Linked DNA regions of Xenopus laevis: region 2 is linked to region 1. The links are chromatin contacts, called in public Hi-C maps. All regions are on one chromosome and are shown on one strand. The core of a region is the stretch at or near the end of the contact, and the rest is flanking DNA. Distances in the headings are between cores, read along the strand shown. Region 1 overlaps sh2b3.S (SH2B adapter protein 3). Region 2 holds the start of sh2b3.S (SH2B adapter protein 3).

The links. A called contact is a pair of places that touch in the nucleus more often than the background predicts.
Region 2: a contact with region 1 is called in a Hi-C map of the XL177 cell line, with 7 times the contacts expected there. The contact joins the promoter of sh2b3.S here to the enhancer-like site in region 1. A contact is called at or near these places in 2 of 4 Hi-C or Micro-C datasets (the XL177 cell line and the XTC cell line).

What each region holds. Positions count from the first base shown.
Region 1 is chr1S:151,293,318-151,296,418 of Xenopus_laevis_v10.1, reverse strand. It overlaps sh2b3.S (SH2B adapter protein 3), which reads left to right. Exons shown (of 9, transcript XM_018244217.2): 6 at 691-785; 7 at 3,080-3,101. Among protein-coding and RNA genes, the nearest start is that of atxn2.S, 76 kb to the right of the region's middle. Within about 2 kb of position 1,413, at least 1 of the 7 cell types and tissues checked has an H3K27ac peak or open chromatin away from gene starts, as enhancers often do.
Region 2 is chr1S:151,371,234-151,374,334 of Xenopus_laevis_v10.1, reverse strand. It overlaps sh2b3.S (SH2B adapter protein 3), which reads left to right and starts at 1,438. Exons shown (of 9, transcript XM_018244217.2): 1 at 1,438-2,615.

The sequences.
Region 1 (3,101 bases), core at 164-2,663:
TCTTGTCTCATGTCGAGAATTCTTGTTTCATGTCGAGAATTCTTGTTTCATGTCGAGAATTCTTGTTTCATGTCGAGAATTCTTGTTTCATGTTTTGTGCCAAAAATGGAGTCCTGTAACCATGGTGCTCTTACAGGTAAATGTAGCTGAGGAAATGGCAAGTAGGCTAAATAAGAGCTCCTAGAATATGAACATGGTAAATCAATGGCTTGATCTCTTTGTGTTGGCTAGGGCAGTAGATGCCCTTTTTTCTGCAAACAATTCTGTTTTCTGCCAACTCTCCAACTCTGGTTGCTCCTATGGATGCAGTACAACAGAAACACATCCATACAGTGGCCACACCTGTGTGTTTTCTATCATACGCAGCAGGCCATCAGTTGGATTTTGTGTACTTTGGTCCCAGTCTTGTGAAGTGTCATGTACTGAATTACTGATGAGCAACTTGGCAAGCTAGGTGTTCCATTTTGCATCAGAGTGCAGAGGTTCCATTGGTCCCCTTTATGATCAATCCTTAAAACCCATGCTATAAAAAAGCTAAAATTGCACCATCTGTAGCATTGTATATTATGGGTGTGGGGGGTTGGGCCCACTAGAGAAGAAGGAAAACTCTAGATACTTCTAGATGGGAATTTCACAATTCTGTTTGATCAGCAATTAAAGTAAACTATTGGGTTTTTTTTTCTTTTTTAGGTCGGAGGAGAGTGAAGGAGAGACACAGCCGCCCTCTCATTCAGACACAGCCAACCAGAGTCCCAGCAGTGGCAGTACTGACTCCATTACACAAGGTATGTTGTCAATATATCATGCCAGGGTATTTTACAATTGGGACTGGAAAGGATTTTATGAGAAGCATAATTTGTATAACGTAAAGTTGAAGACAGGTAATTAGCCCTGCTAATTGCCCTAAATTAATGTTCTATTTTATGTATAATCTGTGTATAAACAAAGACTGATTTACCTTTTCTGTAAAAAATTATAATAACATTTTGCATCAAGCATCATTTATACCGGCCAGGTATTGGCAAACAAAAAAGAAACACTTTGGGGATATATGTAGTATAAGTAAATCAAGAGTAACTGGACTTGCTGAGTAATCACTGAAGAAGTTTCACTACGTCAGTTCCACTGAACTGAACTGAACTGAAGAAGCTGCTCGGATGAGTAGTGAAACACCTTCAATGATTACTCAGCAAGTCCAGTTGTTTCAGAATTACTTATATCAGATATATCATGACCTGGATGAATGAAAATCTACATAGTCATTGAGGGATATACAGGGCCGGATTTCTGGGGCAGGCGCCCCTAGGCCACGTGGTCCAAACACCCGCCTGCACTACCGCCCTCCCCTTGCTGTGCAGGTGTGTAAGAGCCAGCAAACTGGGGTCACACGACTCCCCAAAAAGTGGCTGGGCGGCATGCGGCCCCTAATTTTCTGCCGCCCTAGGCCCGGGCCTTTGTGGTCTCGCCACAGATCTGTGCATGGGGATAAAGTGTGACGTCCGTACAGAGGGATGGCTGCTAATGTTAAACGGTCAGTTGTGTGAACATTACACTTTTTTGGACAGGACGATACACCACTTTTTACCAAACTAACATGTAATGTGTGGTGCAAAGTTGTGTGTGTGTGTCATTTGGTTGTACAGGTATGGGATCCGTTATTCAGAAACCCATTATCCAGAAAAGCTTCAGATTACGGAATGACCATCTCCCATAGACTCCATTTTATCCAAATAATCCAAATTTTTCAAAATGATTTCCTTTTTATCTGTAATAATAAAACAGTAGCTTGCACTCGATTGCAACTAAGTTATAATGAATCCTTATTGGAAGCAAAACCAGCCTATTGGGTTTTATTTAATGTTTACATGATTTTCTATTAGACTTAACGTATGAAGATCGAAATTATGAAAAGATCCGTTATCTGGAAAACCCCAGGCCCTGAGCATCCTGGTTAACAGGTCCCATTCCTGATTTTTGATTTTTATGTCCTGGCCGTATGTTTTCTCTGATCAGCATCATATAAAACCAGTATATTCATCATTAAGGAGATATGTAATGTTACAGCCTTGTGTAAATGGCCTCACCCAAGAGCTGCTCGGAAACTTTCAATATATCCGTACATATCTCGTGCATTCCAGCACTGAAATCCAGCCCTCCCCCGTTGCACAGTGTTTATTCTGACAAACCAAAATCCTAATAACCCCTCCAAGTGTGTACTCTGGTTTTCATCCAACTGTGAATACTTCATGCACGTACTGGAAACGAAATCTCATAAGGTTCTGTCATCCTAACAGAAAGCTTCTAATGTTTACCTTGGCACATTTTATGCGTTCTCATCCAGTGATCGTTTTATTTTGGGTCTGTGTAGAGTAATATTTATGAATCAGAAACTGCACCAGGAAAGGGAAACTCTTTGAGTTAACCAGTCTAATATAAGATCGTTCAGATAATAAGGGCATATGAATCTCGCTCTATAGCCTCCATCTGCTTGTGTTCTGATTTTACGTTACAGTGGTGATTTTCCCATTTTCCTCCCTGCTCTGCTTACTACTGATCTGTATCTCCACAACAGGTTTATGCCAGTGTAGCACTGACCTGAGGAAGAGAGAGATTCTTTCAAACATTTTTGTTTAAGTGCCCTACCCTCACAATCCATGTCCTGGGTCTAAATCTGCCTTCAGAGACTTGGTAAAGTAAGAGCTTGCCAGAAGTCTCACAAAGCTGATCTTTGAATTAAACTGAATTTCCAGGATCCAGTAATTAAGACAGCAGAGCAAATTCACGTGTGTTGAGTATGGAAAGTAATGATTGTATTCTTTAAAGTAATGTCTTGGATGCATCATAAACTTGTAATAACCATACAGTACAACAGTACATTGTTTTGTTTTTGGGCCCCTGTTTGGAAAATGGGGCAACCTCTGAGTATTAAGCATTATATTGTAAGGGAGAAGATCAGCTTTGAATACAATAGGGAGATATTCAGATTAAAGTTATATCTATTGTTGATCTAACTTTTAGTATTCACAATGAACTACCATTGTAACACCCTGCCTGGTTTGTTCTTCTGATTTCCTCCCAGGAGCTTCTGTGCCACCAGAACA
Region 2 (3,101 bases), core at 189-2,688, 78 kb before region 1:
CACTATTTCTATGCAACTGCATAGAGATGAAATGGGACCACACAGCAGACCAATACTACTGACTATTATAAATAAGCATTGTGTGACACCACTAGATTGCAGCTAGTTAGTGGTTAAAGGTAAATGGCAGGCAGAAAGGGAATGGGGCCTCCTGGTTCCTCTGTGATCCAAAAGGTCAAGCAGTTCAGTTAGTACAACACTACATAGTTACTATGCAGGGGCAGACATATAGCCTATGCACCTTTTGTCTGGCAATGCAGTTATTTTTTTTTATAATATGATCATTTTTAACAATAAATCATTATTTCATCTTTGCAGTACCAATGATTAGTGTTGGTGGCTATGGGCAGGGCTGCCATCAGAAGGGCACGGGGGACAATCACCCGGGCCAGGTGACTTCTATATGTGAAGGGGGGCCAGGCCATGCTGCATTTCCTGGATTAGCCTGGCCTTGTTGAGCTGCCGAAGTAGGAGCTGAGTTGCGCCAAAGTAGGAGCCAAGTTGCGCCAAAGTAGGAGCCGAACCTTGCCGAAGTAGGAGCAGGGCTTCCGCCGAAATAGGAGCAGAGCCTCCGCCGAAGTAGGAGCCGAGCCTCAGCCGAAGTAGGAGCCGAGACTCCGCCGAAGTCAGTGGTGTAACTGGATATTATTGGGCCCCACAGCAAATTATTTTTCAGGCCCCCAAAATGTCTACAGATTGACCTGTTTTACCAATATTTATTGAAACTGTAAATGAATTAGGGCCTCATGGGCCCCTTTGGCTTCTGATGAAGTGACCTTGTAGTCACGAAACGCGTAGAGCCATGCACTCCCCTGCCCTGCACTTCTGGATTGTGTGATTTTAATGAAGTTTACAAATAAAGGAAAATATTTTATACAGTTCTCTTTACATGATGACTCTATCCAAAGAAGTTCACCGACTTGTGCGCCTTTATTATAGAGTCTCATGGGCCCCTATACCTCCTGGGCCCCCTGCAGCTGCACGGTCTGCTTCCTCTGTAGTTACAAAACTGGCCGAAGTAGGAGTCGAGCCGCCACAAAAGTAGGAGCAGACCCGCCACCTATGTAGGAGCGGAGCCCTACCGAGCATCTGCCGAAGCAGGAGCCAAGCCGCCACCGAAGTAGGAGCTGAGTGCCGCCAAAGTACAACCTGAGTGGCGCCGAAGTAGGAGCCAAAGCCACAGAAAGGAGCAGAGGAAGAAGAAAGTTAAGTTCCACTGAACACCATTGGCCTTCTTTTTTTTAAATTAAACCGTTGGGCACGAATTTTTTTCTACTTCATTATCCGAAGTCGCCCGAAGTTGCCTCACAAGGAAACTTCGGAAAACGAAGCGCCGCGAGAGCCATGCCGCAGGCGTTTTCTCATTCTTGCAGGCGGAAGACAGGGGGAAGCCATTTGGGGAGATTAGTAGCCCCAAAAACGTAGCGATTAGTTGCCGGGCCACTAAATCTCCCTGAATCTCCAGATGTGACCTTACCCAAGTGAGTTTCCCCAAGAGGTCTGCTTATCTTAAGTTGTTACAATTAAAACTTAAAACGCCACTCAGACTGGCGCAGCCTAGCAGAATATAATGGAATCAATTACCAAATGCGTTTTAACGCATCAAACGCGGAAAAGCGCCCGTGTTTAAGGGATTGTAAGCGGAGCGCTATGGAGTGACTAGTGATTAGCATCCGTGAATAACCTGAAGGTTCCTGGCAGTACGAGGTGCCAAGCTCAGCTCCAGGGCACTTGGGCGAGAAGCTTCCCATTTGCTACAGAAAGCTGCTGTTGGGTAGAAACCAATGCAAGGGGTGCTGGGAGGTGAGTCGGAGGAATCCCAGTGGGAGTACAAGGAGGAGGGTAACTGCACCGTCGCTCCACCCCTCGTGGTCAGAGAAGGACTTGAGAGTCACTTTCGGTTTAGCAGGAATGATTAGCGCCCGTACTGCACGTCCCGGGGGAAGAGAAGAGCCATCCATTTAACTGGAGCAGTCTCGTAGCACTTCTGTCCTGCTGTCACCTGTACGGCCCGAACTCATTCCCAGACCACGTGGATCAAGCGCTGACAGGAGTCTCTCTACATCGCAAGCGCTTTGCCTACTGGGACAGAGGAAGGGAAGATCTGTAGGGTCCCACGGTGACTCCGGTCCTGGGCCATGTGACAGGCACATGTGTGTGCTGTGAGCCAGTGGTCTCCCCCGTGTGCTGTGAGCCAGTGGTCTCCCCCGTGTGCTGTGAGCCAGTGGTGTCCCCGGTACTACTCGGTGCTACATGCAGAGGACACTGCAGGACAAGAAGTGGATCGTCTCTATTGTCTTTACATAACAGATCTCGGCATGGGAACCGTGTGCTGTGTGTATATTGGCGGGGATCTGCCGCACACATCACCCTGAGCACCCCCTCCCCCACCAGGGATCTCCCTACTTGGAGTCGCCCTCTCAGTGCTGGCCTCTAGCTCAGCGGTCACATCACATGTAAAGTAACTGCCTTCTGTGTGTGTGTCTCCTGCCGGAAATGATGAAGGGTTAAAGCGTTCTTTATTTTGAGGGTTGGTTTCCTCCCTTGAAGAACTCATGCATTGTTATGGCTTGAAGCACCATGGGGCTTCGGAAGGAACACAGCTTCTCCAGCAGGTAAATACCGACCAGTGTGTCTGATCAAAGGACCAGTCGCATAGCTGACAGTCTGATCCCCACGTGCAGCCAGATATCCTAAAATATCCATACCAGGACCCAGTCTTGAGCTGCTGTGTGATGCCACTATACTATCAGCTCACATCTTTACACCAATTCCTCTCCCCACCTAACCACATGCCAGGCTGATCACACGAGGGCCTCATGCATAACTCTCTAGAGCTTAATAACTAGCTGACAACAGGCTTTAGTGATAACTTTGTGTACCTGTGTGGTTGTGCTTTTTGCCACAATTCATAGGGCACAGAAGAATTCTACTGTTGCAAGCATGAAATGTGCCAACGACCAGGGTATAAGTAAATGGGATTTAGATCACTTTTGTATAAGGTACAGTTCACATATACAGTCTGATTTGGCCACATAACTGCCGCCTAATTAAAGGCACCTTATAGTATGTATTGCACATACTTTCTGTGGAACACACTG